4 separate regions of the Mus musculus genome follow, and regions 1, 2 and 3 are each linked to region 4. A link is a contact called in public HiChIP or PLAC-seq and promoter capture Hi-C data. All regions are on one chromosome and are shown on one strand. The core of a region is the stretch at or near the end of the contact, and the rest is flanking DNA. Distances in the headings are between cores, read along the strand shown. Region 1 has its middle 14 kb from the start of Trib1. Region 2 holds the start of Atad2 (ATPase family, AAA domain containing 2). Region 3 overlaps Gm36819 (a long non-coding RNA gene). Region 4 holds the start of Mtss1 (MTSS I-BAR domain containing 1).

Region 1 (2,851 bases), core at 186-2,685, 580 kb before region 4:
TCTCTGCCTCAGTAGAACCTGAGGTTATGATGAGTCTGAACCCCACTTTCCTGGTCTGCTTGTGAGTCAGACACAAGCTGAGAGCTGGGGACCCCAGTCTCCATCTTCTGCCAGAGGCGGGGTGTGTTCTGAGACCAGGAAGGTGCTAATGACTACATGTGGTTAGACAAGCCTGAGATACTACATGGCTGACCTGTGGGTCATGGCGACCAATGGGCTCTGCTCCCCACCACAGCCATCCTTTCAAGCTAATGAAGAGCACCAGCACTTCAGATCTGGCAAAGCTTCGAGCTCAGAAAGAAAGAAAGAGGGAGTGTGACAGTGGCCTTCCTCATCACCACACACCCATATTATAGTGAGGAAAAGGCGGTCCAGAGAAGTATTGCAACCTGTTAAAGTCCACAAAACAAATAAGCATGTATCTGGGGTTCAAGTCCAAGTCTGCTTGTCTTCTAGCCTTGCTTGGGATTGTCTGGATTTTGAGCCTGCCATTCAGAGACTTGGACTGCAAAAATCCATCCTATAGCCTCCCAGGCATTGCCCTGCCAGAGAGGCAGTCAAACTTGTGGCACAGATACTTTGCATGACTTCTCCAAGTCCTGGGGTAGCTAGAGACAGATCCAGGAAACTCACACTCTTTCCCTAACCCAAAAGACCAAATACATTCTTCATTTCCAGTGTCAGGGTGTCAAGTACCCCACCCATGCCACAGCCACTCAGAGAGGTCTGATGGTTTGAGCCAGGAGGATGCTGAGAATTCAAGACCAGACAGAACTATATAAGGAATGCTAACAGATACAGTGGTCTGAGCTACACTGTCAGACTATGAGAGAAAGAGGGGGTGGGAATGAGGGGAGAGAGAAAGAAGGATAGGGAGAGGGAAAAGAAGAAAAAGGAGGAGAGAGGGGGAAAAAGAGAGGAAGGCAGAGGGGAGGAGGAGGGAGGGAAGGAAGAAGGGGAAAGGAAGGAAGAAAGGAGGGAGAGAAAAGGAGAAAGGAGGGGGAGGAAGAAGGAGGGAAGGGAGGAAGGGAGGGAGGGAGAGAGGGAGGGAGGGAGAGGGGGAAGAGAGGGAGGGAGGAAAGAGGAGAAAATGCACGCATGCATACACACACACACACACACACACAAATTGAGCTTTGGCTGGCTTCTCTAGTTATATGTCTCCCTTCTTCAGTCCTAAAACTGGGAGTGTGCTCTGTGATGCCATCACTTCCTAGAAACACAGCAAGCCCTCAAGCCAGAGTCACGATGAGAAAGACCTCTGAGCCCTCATACCCAGGCCAGACTCCTTCCTCTTGGTGCTAAGGCAAGTCTGCTCTTGGGTCACACCAACCTTGGCCAGCAAGCTAATGAAGCAAGAATGAGTGTGCACAGGGGGCTGGCCACCAAGCCCAGGACTGGGCCAGGGCAGGAGCTCCGTGACTAGAAAAGGACACGAGGAGTCATTGCTGTAGTCACCAATCCAATCCAAAGGTCAGACCAAAGTACTGGAGCAGAAAGGCTCTGACTGACAAAGCAAAAGGAGGTGCCACCTCATCTGTCTCTAGATCCATTCTACAAGGTCAACCCAATGGCAACCCACCAACTAGCCCCCTCAAGAGAGCCCAGAAGCGGCTTGTACTCGGCTATGACTTCTGGGCCTCAGGTCTTGGTATCCCCTGGCTGAAAACCAGAAAAGTGTAAACTAAACCTTTTTTTAAATTTTTATATTTTTTTATTTTTTATTTTCCTTCTAGACAGGATCTCACTGTATACCTCTGGTGTCCTGGAACTCAGTATGAAAAACATCAACAAAATCAGCTGCTCAAAAAAAAAAAAGATGAAAAGATGTAGTCTTGCTGGTCTAGCAAGTTAGAACCAAGCAGAAAAGGGCAGAGTTCTCAAACCTGAAAGCCTGACCTGACATCTCACCATGTGAGACTCTAGCTGAGTGGTTCTCCGCCTTCCTAATGCTGCCACCCTTTACTGCAGAGCCTAGCGTTGCTGTGAACCCATACCATAAAATCATTTTTATTGCTGCTTCATAACTGCAACGGTGTTACTGTTATGATTCATAATGTAAATCTCTGTGTTTTCCCATGGTCTTAGACAACCCCTGTGAGTCATCGACCCTCCCCCAGGGGGTCACGACCCACAGGTTGAGAACCTCTGCTCTAGCCTCTTTTCAGTCTTGGGTCTCAGCACCACATTTCCTCCATCTGGCTCCTTGAGGAGACAAACTGATACAATCTATAAGCAGCTACAAATACACAGGCAAGCAAGGATTGATTGTTTCTTCTGATGCTCCTGTTTTCTCCTCCTTCTCCTCCACCTTCTCTTCCATCACCACCTCCTCCTCTTTATTTTATTTCTCTTTTTCATGTGTTCAAAGGGTGTTCATGCATGTAAGCAAGCAAGTACATATATCCATGCACAATCATGCAGAGGAAGATGCTCTTGGCCTTATTGTCTTGAGACAGGGTCTCTTACTAAACGCAAAGCTTACCATTTTGGCTATACTGGCTTGCCATAGAGCGCCCAGGATCTGCTTGTCTCCACCCCCAGTGCTGGGGTTAGGGAAAGCACACTATGCTCGTTTGTTTGTTTGTTTGTTTGTTTGTTTGTTTGGGCTGTGGAGTCAAACCCTGCTTGTATACCAAGCACTCTAACCCACTGAGCCATCTTCCTAGTGCTTTGTATTATTTATTTGTGCCCATGTGTGTGTGTTTAAGTGCAAGCAATAAGTTGGTTCTCTCTTTTCATCGCCTTGTTTTTGTTTCTTGGGTTCACCTTTTTTTTTTTTTTTTTTTTTTTTTTTTTTTTTTTTATGTGTTCTTGCCTGAGACAGGTCTCACGATGTAGACCTTCCTGG
Region 2 (2,760 bases), core at 172-2,671, 950 kb after region 4:
GACAGAGGTGATTTATCTGTTACGTAGACAGCCACCCTGGGCTACTCCATGGTGATCTTGATGGCTTTGTTTGGGGCAGAGGTTGTCAGTCTTCCACCACCAGCTGCCACAGAGGGTCCTATCATCGGCCTTATGTCAGACCCAGAAGGTCTGAGAGATTTTTCTGCGGAGGAGGAATTCTGGGGAGCTGAGGTACCTTTGCAAGGCAGGGTAGAGCAGTCAACCCGTGTCCACAGTTTGGACTGGGCTCTGGCAGTGGGTGAGGGATGGGGTAGTTCTTTGCCAAGTGGCCAGTTAGCATCTGGGAAGCAGGTCCAGGTGGAGTCTGTTACTGCTCATCTTCCTCAGCTGAGGCTAGCAGAGCTGGTATTGTCTGCCGGGGGAAGCCATTTTCATGAAACACCTTAAAATGTCAGTCAGAAGCCGGGCGTGGTGGCACACGCCTTTAATCCCAGCACTTGGGAGGCAGAGACAGGCAGATTTCTGAGTTCGAGGCCAAGCCTGGTCTACAGAGTGAGTTCCAGGACAGCCAGGGTTATACAGAGAAACCCTGTCCCGAAAAACAAAACAAAACAAAAAAAAAATAAATAAATAAGTAAATAAATAAAATAAAAATGTCAGTCAGCAGATCTCTTTGAGGGGTTTGAGAGCCATCATATAATCTATTATGTATACCCCTAATTAAAAAAAAAATGTTGCATTTAATTACTTTTTTTACGCTTAACCTTGACAAAATAGACACAGCAAAAGCTTGTCTCTGTAAATGAATTACATTTGTACCTAGCACGACTACAAACCATTCTGAGCACAGGAAAGAATTTGATCATTTATAAGGTGACTGGCCATTAACTTTATGTCGTAATTACTTTACAAGTTAGCTTTTTTTTTTTTTAATCCCGGGTAAGTTTATATGACTCATTCTATCCCAATAGCTGTTGCCAGTTCTTTTAGCTGTCTTTAAGGACCATTATATTTTCTTTCTTTCGTGCAGTTTATTTTTGTTAGTTCATCAATAAAAACCTCTTCAAGTCTCAAAGTCAAACCTATCGGAGGCAAAGTGCTTGGTTTAAGGACCTTTTTTTTCTGGCGTTTGAAGCCTAGATGGCGGGAAGCCGCCGGCAGGGAGCCAAAGGGCCCTTCCGCCTCCACGCGCCAAAATTCCAAACAAGACGCTGCACCGCTCTCTCCGTCTCCTTCCACTGAGGGCGGAGAGCCGGAACTACAGCTGGAAGAACGACGTCGCAAATTCCTGTGAGGGGGCTCGACGCGGTTCGCTGGCGCCTCGGTTCGCGTCGGCTCCGGTTCCCGCGCTCTTCGGATTGGAGGAGAATTTCGGGTTCGTCGATCTGGGGGTGGGGTCAGGAGGCGTGGCCGGCGGCGGAGGGATTCGGCGCGCGTACGCTGCGGCCGCTGGGCGCGCAGTTTGTGGCGCCAGAATTCAGAGCGCGTGAGCGCCTGAGCAGCCTCCTCCGGAGCCAGGTTCTCCACTTCCCCCGCCTCGGGTTCCGGCTTCTGCAAGCGGGGCACCATGGTGGTCCTCCGCAGCAGCCTGGAGCTGCACAGTCGCTCCACCACCTCCTCGGCCACCGACTCTCTGGACCTGTCCAGTGAGTTCCTCAGCCTGCAGGACAGCGGCGGGAGGCGGCCCAGATTGCGCCGAGCCGGGAGGAAATCGACGGCGTCCAAGGCGGCGGGCGTGAGTACCGACCTAGGGCGGGGAGCTTTGGGCCCCGGGTTGGAGACGCGCGCCCCGCTCTGGGGTAGTGGGCTGTCGTGGACCAGCGAGGTGGAAGGTTCTGGAAAGACAGAACTGGCTGGAAGCGGGCAGAGCAAGTTGGTCGCCACCTCTTTCTACGCAAGAGGAAACCTAGAGCCGAAGCGCTGCGTAGGGCCGAGCGGAGGAGCTTTGGGCCGACCTTGTGCTCCCCCCATCACCTCCTTCCCGGTTCCTTCCCCGGGTCGCGTCAGTCAGGGGAGTGCGAACCCCCTGACTGCTGGAGCGCGTGCACGGGAGCATCTTGAGTTGTGGGCCCAGACAGTAAAGAGTCCACTGACCTCCATGTACGGTCCAGGGAGGTTCCATCGTGAGACTCAAGCGAAGTAAAATATCAGGTTGCATAATATGGAGGGACGAACGGCGACATTGCGTGGTTGCACTTTAAGTCTCTTGACAAGCCTTAGAGGACCTTCTGGTTGGTGGTTATCGGTGTGACAGATGAAGACATGGGCTCCAGAAAGGTAAACAGAGAGTGGTAGACAGTTCTGGAATTGGAACTTCGGTTTTTTGTGCCTCCCACAGCTTTCCTTTTCTGGCAGCTTCATGCTGCATTTACAGTCTCTGTAGTGGGAGGTTTGCAAATGCTTCTTGCCCATCACTGGGACCAGTGCGGAGAGATTACACATCGCCCGGCTTCGGCGGTGGTGGAAGGGGGACAGCGGGGACAGCGTTCACCAAAAAGGTTGAGGTTGAGGAAGAAACACTAAAGTTTCCGAAACCGGTAGTGATGGTCCGGTTGCAGTGAGGGAGTAGGAAAACAGACGCGTAGCTGGTCAGGAGACTGGAAGTCTGATCAGGAGCGCTGCGCTGGGAGTGACACAGCAGTGTCCACTTAGTTCAGACAACCCTAATCTTGTATTGGCACTATATAAAGTGAATCACTTGTAGACAGACGTAGCTTCCTTGGGGACTGGGATGAAACAGTCTTCGTTTGTTTGCTTTGTTTTGGTTTGGTTTTTTTTTTTTTTTTTTTTTTTTTTTTT
Region 3 (2,911 bases), core at 307-2,806, 740 kb before region 4:
GAAATGAACTGCTGAGTTCTATCAGAGCACATGACCCACCTGGTCCCAGCTTTCCTGCGCCTGTGCCTTTGTGCCTGCTTTCTTTTATTCCCTGTTGCCCCAGTCAGGTCAGTCCCTAAGCTGTTCAACTGTGTCCCTTCAAGGACCCATGTCTGTTTACTCTCCCCCTCGTCTCCCAAAGCCAGAGAGCAACGGTTGCCTTTCTGAATGAATAATGCAGCGGCTGCATTACGATCACCCTGCCCTTTGCTAGGCCTTTTGTGGGCTTTGACCTTACATATGCATATAGAGCTGCCATCTTTCCATATCCAGCTTCTGTGGCATGACCATGCTCTGTAAATGCATGGCTTTTACCGTGCAGTTTACTCTTCATATACTGAGCACCTCTGGGCACATGGCTGCCTGCTCAGTGTTCAACAGATGAGAGGTCCTGGAGGCTTGGCTGGCCTTCAGGCCAGAGATCCTGCTGCTAAGAAGGATGCACAGAGCCATCCAGGGTAAAGAAGACTCAAACGCTAGAAAATTAAGGCAAAAGACCATTGTACACCATTCCTCACATTCACATCCCAAGTGTTCTTTGGTTGTGATCACTTGATCTCTGTAGAGAGCTGAGTACCACCATCAGCAGATGGGGAAACTGAGTCTGTGAAGGAGACTTACCCAGGATGGCAGAGCCAGACAGAAGGACAGGGTCCTCTACTCCAATGAGCCAGTCTCAAGAGAGTGGGTCCTAGACAACAAGTAGTTTCAATGGTGTGAAAATGAGAACCACAGTATATTTTTAAAAATCATAAAGAGCTGGCTTCTGTCATGTGACTCACCAGCCCCAGGCCTGCGTGAGGCTGGGGTTGTATTTGTCCCAACACAAAGCTTTTAAGGAATGAATTGCCATGATCCTTGCATTGCGTTTGAAGAAACGCAAGCTCTCTTGGGGAATGGCTAGGTTGCAGGTCACAAGTTACTACACAGAGCCATGGTAGCGCAAGGAATAAGCCCCAAGCCTTCCCTGGGGAGTGGAAACTGCAGAGAGCATGACACATGACTTTTTTTTTTTCAAGGATGCTAACAAAGAGTTCAAACAGAGAAGGCATGTGATACAGAGGTCGGGGGCAGAAGACAGGGTATCCATGGAGAAGCTTGGGAAACGGATCTGCTCTGTCAGGACACTGAGACCATGTGTGAAACACAGCCTTCAAGAGCCTCTTCCCAAGGAGACTGCAGCGCTCTAAAAATGCTCCTGGGGAAGGAAAGCACACCAAATTTCTAATCTGTGGGGGGAGGGAGGGACTCTGAGGAAAAGGAAATGTCCCACCCACTCTTCCATGCACCCCCAACCCCAAGGAATCTGGGCCACCAGAGCAAGACCCTCTGGGTTCTTATTAATGAGCCTGTCGAAGATTCTGCCCAGCGTCCACAGACCGTGGAAATAATTCATAGCGACAGAGCGTGTTTATGTGGGATGACTGCCAACCTCTGGTTTCTTCAGCCTCAGTGCTCCCTCTCGCTCCACTGACCAACCAAGGCCTGTTAGGAGTCTGCCCTCAGCGACAGAAGCCAGAGAACACCCAGATGCTCCCCTCCAGAACCACCTGTCCCCAGCAAGGTCAAAGAAGCCACTCTCTTGGGCTCTGTATGGTCATCGCCCTGGTAACCTAAGAGGTTATTTCTCCCTCCCTAACCCAGTGAAATTCTGAGGGGGCTTTCTGGCTCCTGGTACATTTCTCAGAAATGCACTGGAGAGGCTTGGCATGACCTCAGGGAGAAGGCTAACCAGAACACAGATGCAAAGAGCAGAGCTTGCCTCTTGCCTCAGCCTGCAGAGGCCAAGGCTCAGCCCCAGACTTCCTCACGTCCTCACCCAGAGCCATTACGGGACCTCAGTTCTGGTGTTCTCACAAAGGGGTCCCGAAGAAGACCCACTGAACAGTGTACCATCGCCACCTCTACCACAAAAGCCAAACTCACCCATCAAATGCAAGAAATGGTCAACTGCATCACAGATATGGCAGAGGGGAGCCACCCTCTCTGATTTAAAGTTTCTCGTGAGTCTTGTGATGCCACAAGGGGACACAGCGTGGCATCCATCTCTGCAGGTTGTAAGCTTGTATTTAAACAGGGTTTGTGAGGGTTTTAAAGTCAAGTGTGTCCGCATCAGCCAAGGAAAAGTTCAGGGCATTTGCTCAAACATAGGCAGCAGAGGGATGGCTGAACTGAGAGTGAGGCTTGCTCTGTGACTAATGAGAACTAGGAAAGCTTCTCACGATTCCCTGTGCTGGGAGGTTCACTCATCTCTTGAAAGTGTGAGTTAACCAGCTAAGCATGCTTGTTATACACTCCATGCCAGCTTAGAGAGAAGACCCATCAATATACATATCCACGCAGTTATGAGCATCCAAGGACACACATTGAAAAGTACAAGTGCCGTCAACTATTTCTCATGGTAGTTTTGTTCCATAGAACTGCCATGGATATTTTAGTTATTAAACCATTGCTCCGAGGGGAAACAGAGGGTTAGGCTTTTCATAGCTTCTGCTCGTATCATTTCATCAACCGTCCAAACGCATCCTTATTTTATGTGTTTTTGTGAGCAGCATCTTACTTAATAGACTGGATGCGTTCACGCTGATTTCACAGGCAACAGCGCTGTCTCAGGCTGTATGAAATTTATCTCACATTCACTGAAAAAGTGAGTTGAAAAAGTGTTTTTACAGTATGAACTAAAATGAGAAGCCTTGCTCTACATCCCCAGGAGCATAGATGTGTGCTAGCCCAAATTTCACACCACTGCTGAAGTTCATGAATAGCTGAGGATGTTCTTCAAGAACCTACCTGGGGACCATATACAAACAGTAGCACATAAGAGACTTTGAAAATATACACTCTACATAATAAAAATTGTGTGCATGTACAT
Region 4 (3,022 bases), core at 21-2,520:
GGATCATTATAATAACAGCGACATTAACATAAAAAAAAACAATTCCGGAGAACACAGCACGTGTCAAGTACTAATATGGGCAAGGTGCAGGTGAGGTATTTGCAACTGAATCTCCTTAAGGGCCGGAAGCAGCAGGGTTGCTGCACAGAAGTGACTTACAGAAGGTTTGGCCTCTCCAGATGTCAGGGAGAGTGACCTGAAGGAAAATACAAACATCAGTGTTCTGTGCAGAGTTCCCTACATTCTTTTGATCAGTGTTGAAAGAATGACTTACTAAACTGAGTTAATTGGGACTACAGCATTTGACAGGATCCTTTTGGTCAAGCTCGACACGGGTTCCGTTGACTCTTGCAAACGGTTCAATTAGGTGCTTTAAGATCGTTTACAAGTTGCCCATTTGATCCCCTACCAGACACCGGAAGACGTCAGAATAAGTGCTCCTGGCTACGGAGTTAGGCAGAGATGCTAGGGACACATTTATCAAGCCCACCTCAGTCTTTGGTGCCCTTTTTAAAAACTTCTCAAGGGGGTTTTCTGTGGCTATGGCAACCCTGGCTGGAAAACCATCAGCATTCCAGCCATATGCAGCCAACGATCTGTACAGACAGATGGGCAAGTGATTAGGAACCCTGATGCCCTTTGCGTTCGCTCAGCCTCAGCAGATCAATCTAGCGCCCTGCAACTTTCTGGAACTCAGCATCCCACCGCAGGATACTCTTCCCAGACTCTCCCTAATCTTGTAGCTGGCTCCCTGCAGCCGTGACTCGGGCGTTGCAGTCCTGACATCATCGAAGAGGCCTCTTCTCCAGAGGCTGCAGCAGCGACAGCAGTAACAGCTTTCCCGCCTCACTGGTCGCTCACCAGGTGCGGGGCGCAGCGCTCAACGTGCCGACCTTGCAGGTCCCTCGAGGGGCGGGGCCGGAGGTGCAGCGCGGCTTCCCTGCACGCTAGCTGCCATTGTGGGCGGCTGGGCGCTCACTCGCCCTCTCCACTCAGAGACCCTCGCCGCACGAGGCGCTCTGAACGTCCGGGAGACGCACACCGGGCTCGCCTACCCTCCCGCCAGCTCCTCCTTGCAGCAGGCGCTCTGCACGCCTCTCAGCCAGCGCGCGCTCCCAGCCCCGCCCTCGGGCGGCTCACGCACGAGCCGCGGGCGCGCGCCTCCCCCGCGCTCCCGCGCCAGACGGTCGCGAGCGCGCGTGCGCTCCTCGCAACATCCCCGGGAGCACCGCCAGAGCGAGCGCGGGGCCGGGCGCACAGGAGTAAAAAGGAGGCGGCGGCCGCGTCTGCGAGCAACAGATCCGGGCGACGCGAGCTGACCTCGTCTGCTGCTGCCCTTTTTCGTTCTCTCTTTCTTTATTTTGGAGTTTCAGAAAAAAATTATATTTGGAAGACATTTTTTTTTTTTTCGTAAATGGCGCTGGCCCCGGGTCAGCGGGCGGTTTTCTCTGCACCAAGATGGGCTTCGCCTTTTCCGTCGTGGGCACTCTTGGTGGCTTGATTGTCAGTCTTCTCCGGGCATTTTTGAGACCAGGAGCCGAGCACTGCACATAGGTGACTCGCCCTCCGGAGCGGCTGGGCGTCTTGGATTGGGACTTGGGGGGGCAGAGTGCAGTAAATTGCGAGCACCGCGTGCTCTCTGCAAAACCGGCGGCGAGCCGGAGGTAGGTCGCTCCCAGGGTGAAACCGCTCCCGGGCTGAGCGAGCCCGGCCCCGTGCGCAGTGCAGCCGCCCCGAGAGCGTGTCCTGTCCCCGCCGCGCCGGGAAAATGGAGGCTGTGATCGAGAAGGAATGCAGCGCGCTTGGAGGCCTCTTCCAGACCATCATCAGCGACATGAAGGTAGGACGCTGGGGGCGCGGCTGCTCTGACCTCGCCGCGGGGCTTCCCCTCCACCGCGGCCGGCCTGGCCCTCGCCGGCGCTGCCGGCCACCTGCGGGAGCTCTGGCGACCCGGGTGTCACCTTCTTACCCGCCGCACTGCTCCGGCTGTGCTGGGTCACTGGGCAGGCGACTTCCCGGGGGCTAGTGGGGGAGAGTCTGATGCCACTTACCAACCCCTGCATTCATAATCCCAGGGGGCGACACCATCTTGTTCCTTTGGGGGTTTAGGGCCCTAGTTCCAAGTTTTCCATTGTCTGTCCCTGGACTGAGTGTCTGCGACCCGTGGAGGATGGACGCCCTGGAGGACACCTGACTCCCTGGGTTTGGGGTGGAGTGCTTGGCGCGGTGGTGGAGCGGTAGTGGGGGCCCCTGCTTGGCTGCAGGAAAGAGTCTTCCGGCCTGGGAGATTGGGTGGCAGGGTTGTTACAAGCTTGGCTTTCAGGTCTACCTGGAGTAGGGGAATCTGAGCAAATTAGTTATTAATTAGTCTGTTCCAGAGCTGCTGATGGTGTTCCTTGCATTCCCCATACCCTCCCCCGGGGCTTGGCGCAGAAGTTCCCAGGGACCCCGAGCCTGAGAGGCTCACAACAGGAAGGCAAGGTTGAGGTTTCCAAAACTACTATACCCAGCTCTCTCAAACACACATCCACACCCCACTCTTCTCTGGGAAGGATTGTGTGTGCGTGTGAGTGCGCGCGAGTGTGTTGGGGGCGGGGAACAACCCTAGCCTTTTCCTGCAAAGGGTGGGACTGGAGATAACCTGATCCTCGATTGTGGGTTTTCTGGTGCTCAGAGGTACACCGTGACTTAGGTTACCCACCCTAATAAGATAGAAGCAGTTCCAGGAGCTGCCTGGAAGTGGGAATTGGGGGCGGTAGTGGGGGGCATTTTTTTCCAGTGTATTTAGGGAGCTTCTCTTTGGCTCGAGGCCAGCCCCAGTCTGCCTCAACAGATCCGGGGAGGTGGTGTTTAATTAAGCGCTCGGCTTCCAAAAGAGTGGGCAGGTTTGGAAAGCTGTGTTGGCGAGTGGGTGTGGACAGCCCCTCTTCAGCCGCTGCCTGGCGCCTGGGGAAGCTTTTGTCTGATGAAGTGTAAGGTTTGGAGAGGCCGTGGGCCTTCGCCATGGACTTTGGGGAGGAAT

Evidence for each region. Promoter capture Hi-C pulls out the DNA fragments that hold promoters and counts their contacts. HiChIP or PLAC-seq counts read pairs in DNA pulled down with a chosen protein or histone mark.
Region 1: a contact with region 4 is called in a FOXA1 HiChIP or PLAC-seq map of pancreatic cancer cells. The contact joins the enhancer-like site here to the promoter of Mtss1 in region 4. A contact is called at or near these places in 5 of 39 promoter capture datasets (the C10 cell line, embryonic stem cells and liver), 5 of 484 Hi-C or Micro-C datasets (CD4 T cells, cerebellar granule neurons, embryonic stem cells and 2 more) and 2 of 115 datasets of contacts at active chromatin or transcription factors (embryonic forebrain and pancreatic cancer cells).
Region 2: a contact with region 4 is called in an HNF4G HiChIP or PLAC-seq map of pancreatic cancer cells. The contact joins the promoter of Atad2 here to the promoter of Mtss1 in region 4. A contact is called at or near these places in 3 of 39 promoter capture datasets (the C10 cell line, cranial neural crest and pre-B cells), 1 of 115 datasets of contacts at active chromatin or transcription factors (pancreatic cancer cells) and 1 of 9 other capture datasets (adipose tissue).
Region 3: a contact with region 4 is called in a promoter capture Hi-C map of pre-B cells, with 3 times the contacts expected there. The contact joins the enhancer-like site here to the promoter of Mtss1 in region 4. A contact is called at or near these places in 2 of 39 promoter capture datasets (cranial neural crest and pre-B cells), 1 of 484 Hi-C or Micro-C datasets (cerebellum), 1 of 115 datasets of contacts at active chromatin or transcription factors (pancreatic cancer cells) and 1 of 9 other capture datasets (adipose tissue).

Annotation. Positions count from the first base shown.
Region 1 is chr15:59,661,260-59,664,110 of GRCm38.p6, reverse strand. No RefSeq gene overlaps it. Among named protein-coding and RNA genes, the nearest start is that of Trib1, 14 kb to the right of the region's middle. Within about 2 kb of position 1,435, at least 31 of the 459 cell types and tissues checked have an H3K27ac peak or open chromatin away from gene starts, as enhancers often do. A contact at or near this core is called in liver and pancreatic cancer cells, where this site is marked.
Region 2 is chr15:58,133,743-58,136,502 of GRCm38.p6, reverse strand. Atad2 (ATPase family, AAA domain containing 2) reads left to right here and starts at 1,421. Exons shown (of 28, transcript NM_027435.2): 1 at 1,421-1,696. The coding sequence starts at 1,529.
Region 3 is chr15:59,824,941-59,827,851 of GRCm38.p6, reverse strand. It overlaps Gm36819 (a long non-coding RNA gene), which reads right to left. Exons shown (of 3, transcript XR_384128.2): 2 at 661-730. Among named protein-coding and RNA genes, the nearest start is that of Gm36819, 3.0 kb to the right of the region's middle. Within about 2 kb of position 1,556, at least 42 of the 459 cell types and tissues checked have an H3K27ac peak or open chromatin away from gene starts, as enhancers often do. A contact at or near this core is called in cerebellum and pre-B cells, where this site is marked.
Region 4 is chr15:59,080,274-59,083,295 of GRCm38.p6, reverse strand. It overlaps Mtss1 (MTSS I-BAR domain containing 1), which reads left to right and starts at 1,270. Exons shown (of 15, transcript NM_144800.2): 1 at 1,270-1,840. The coding sequence starts at 1,769.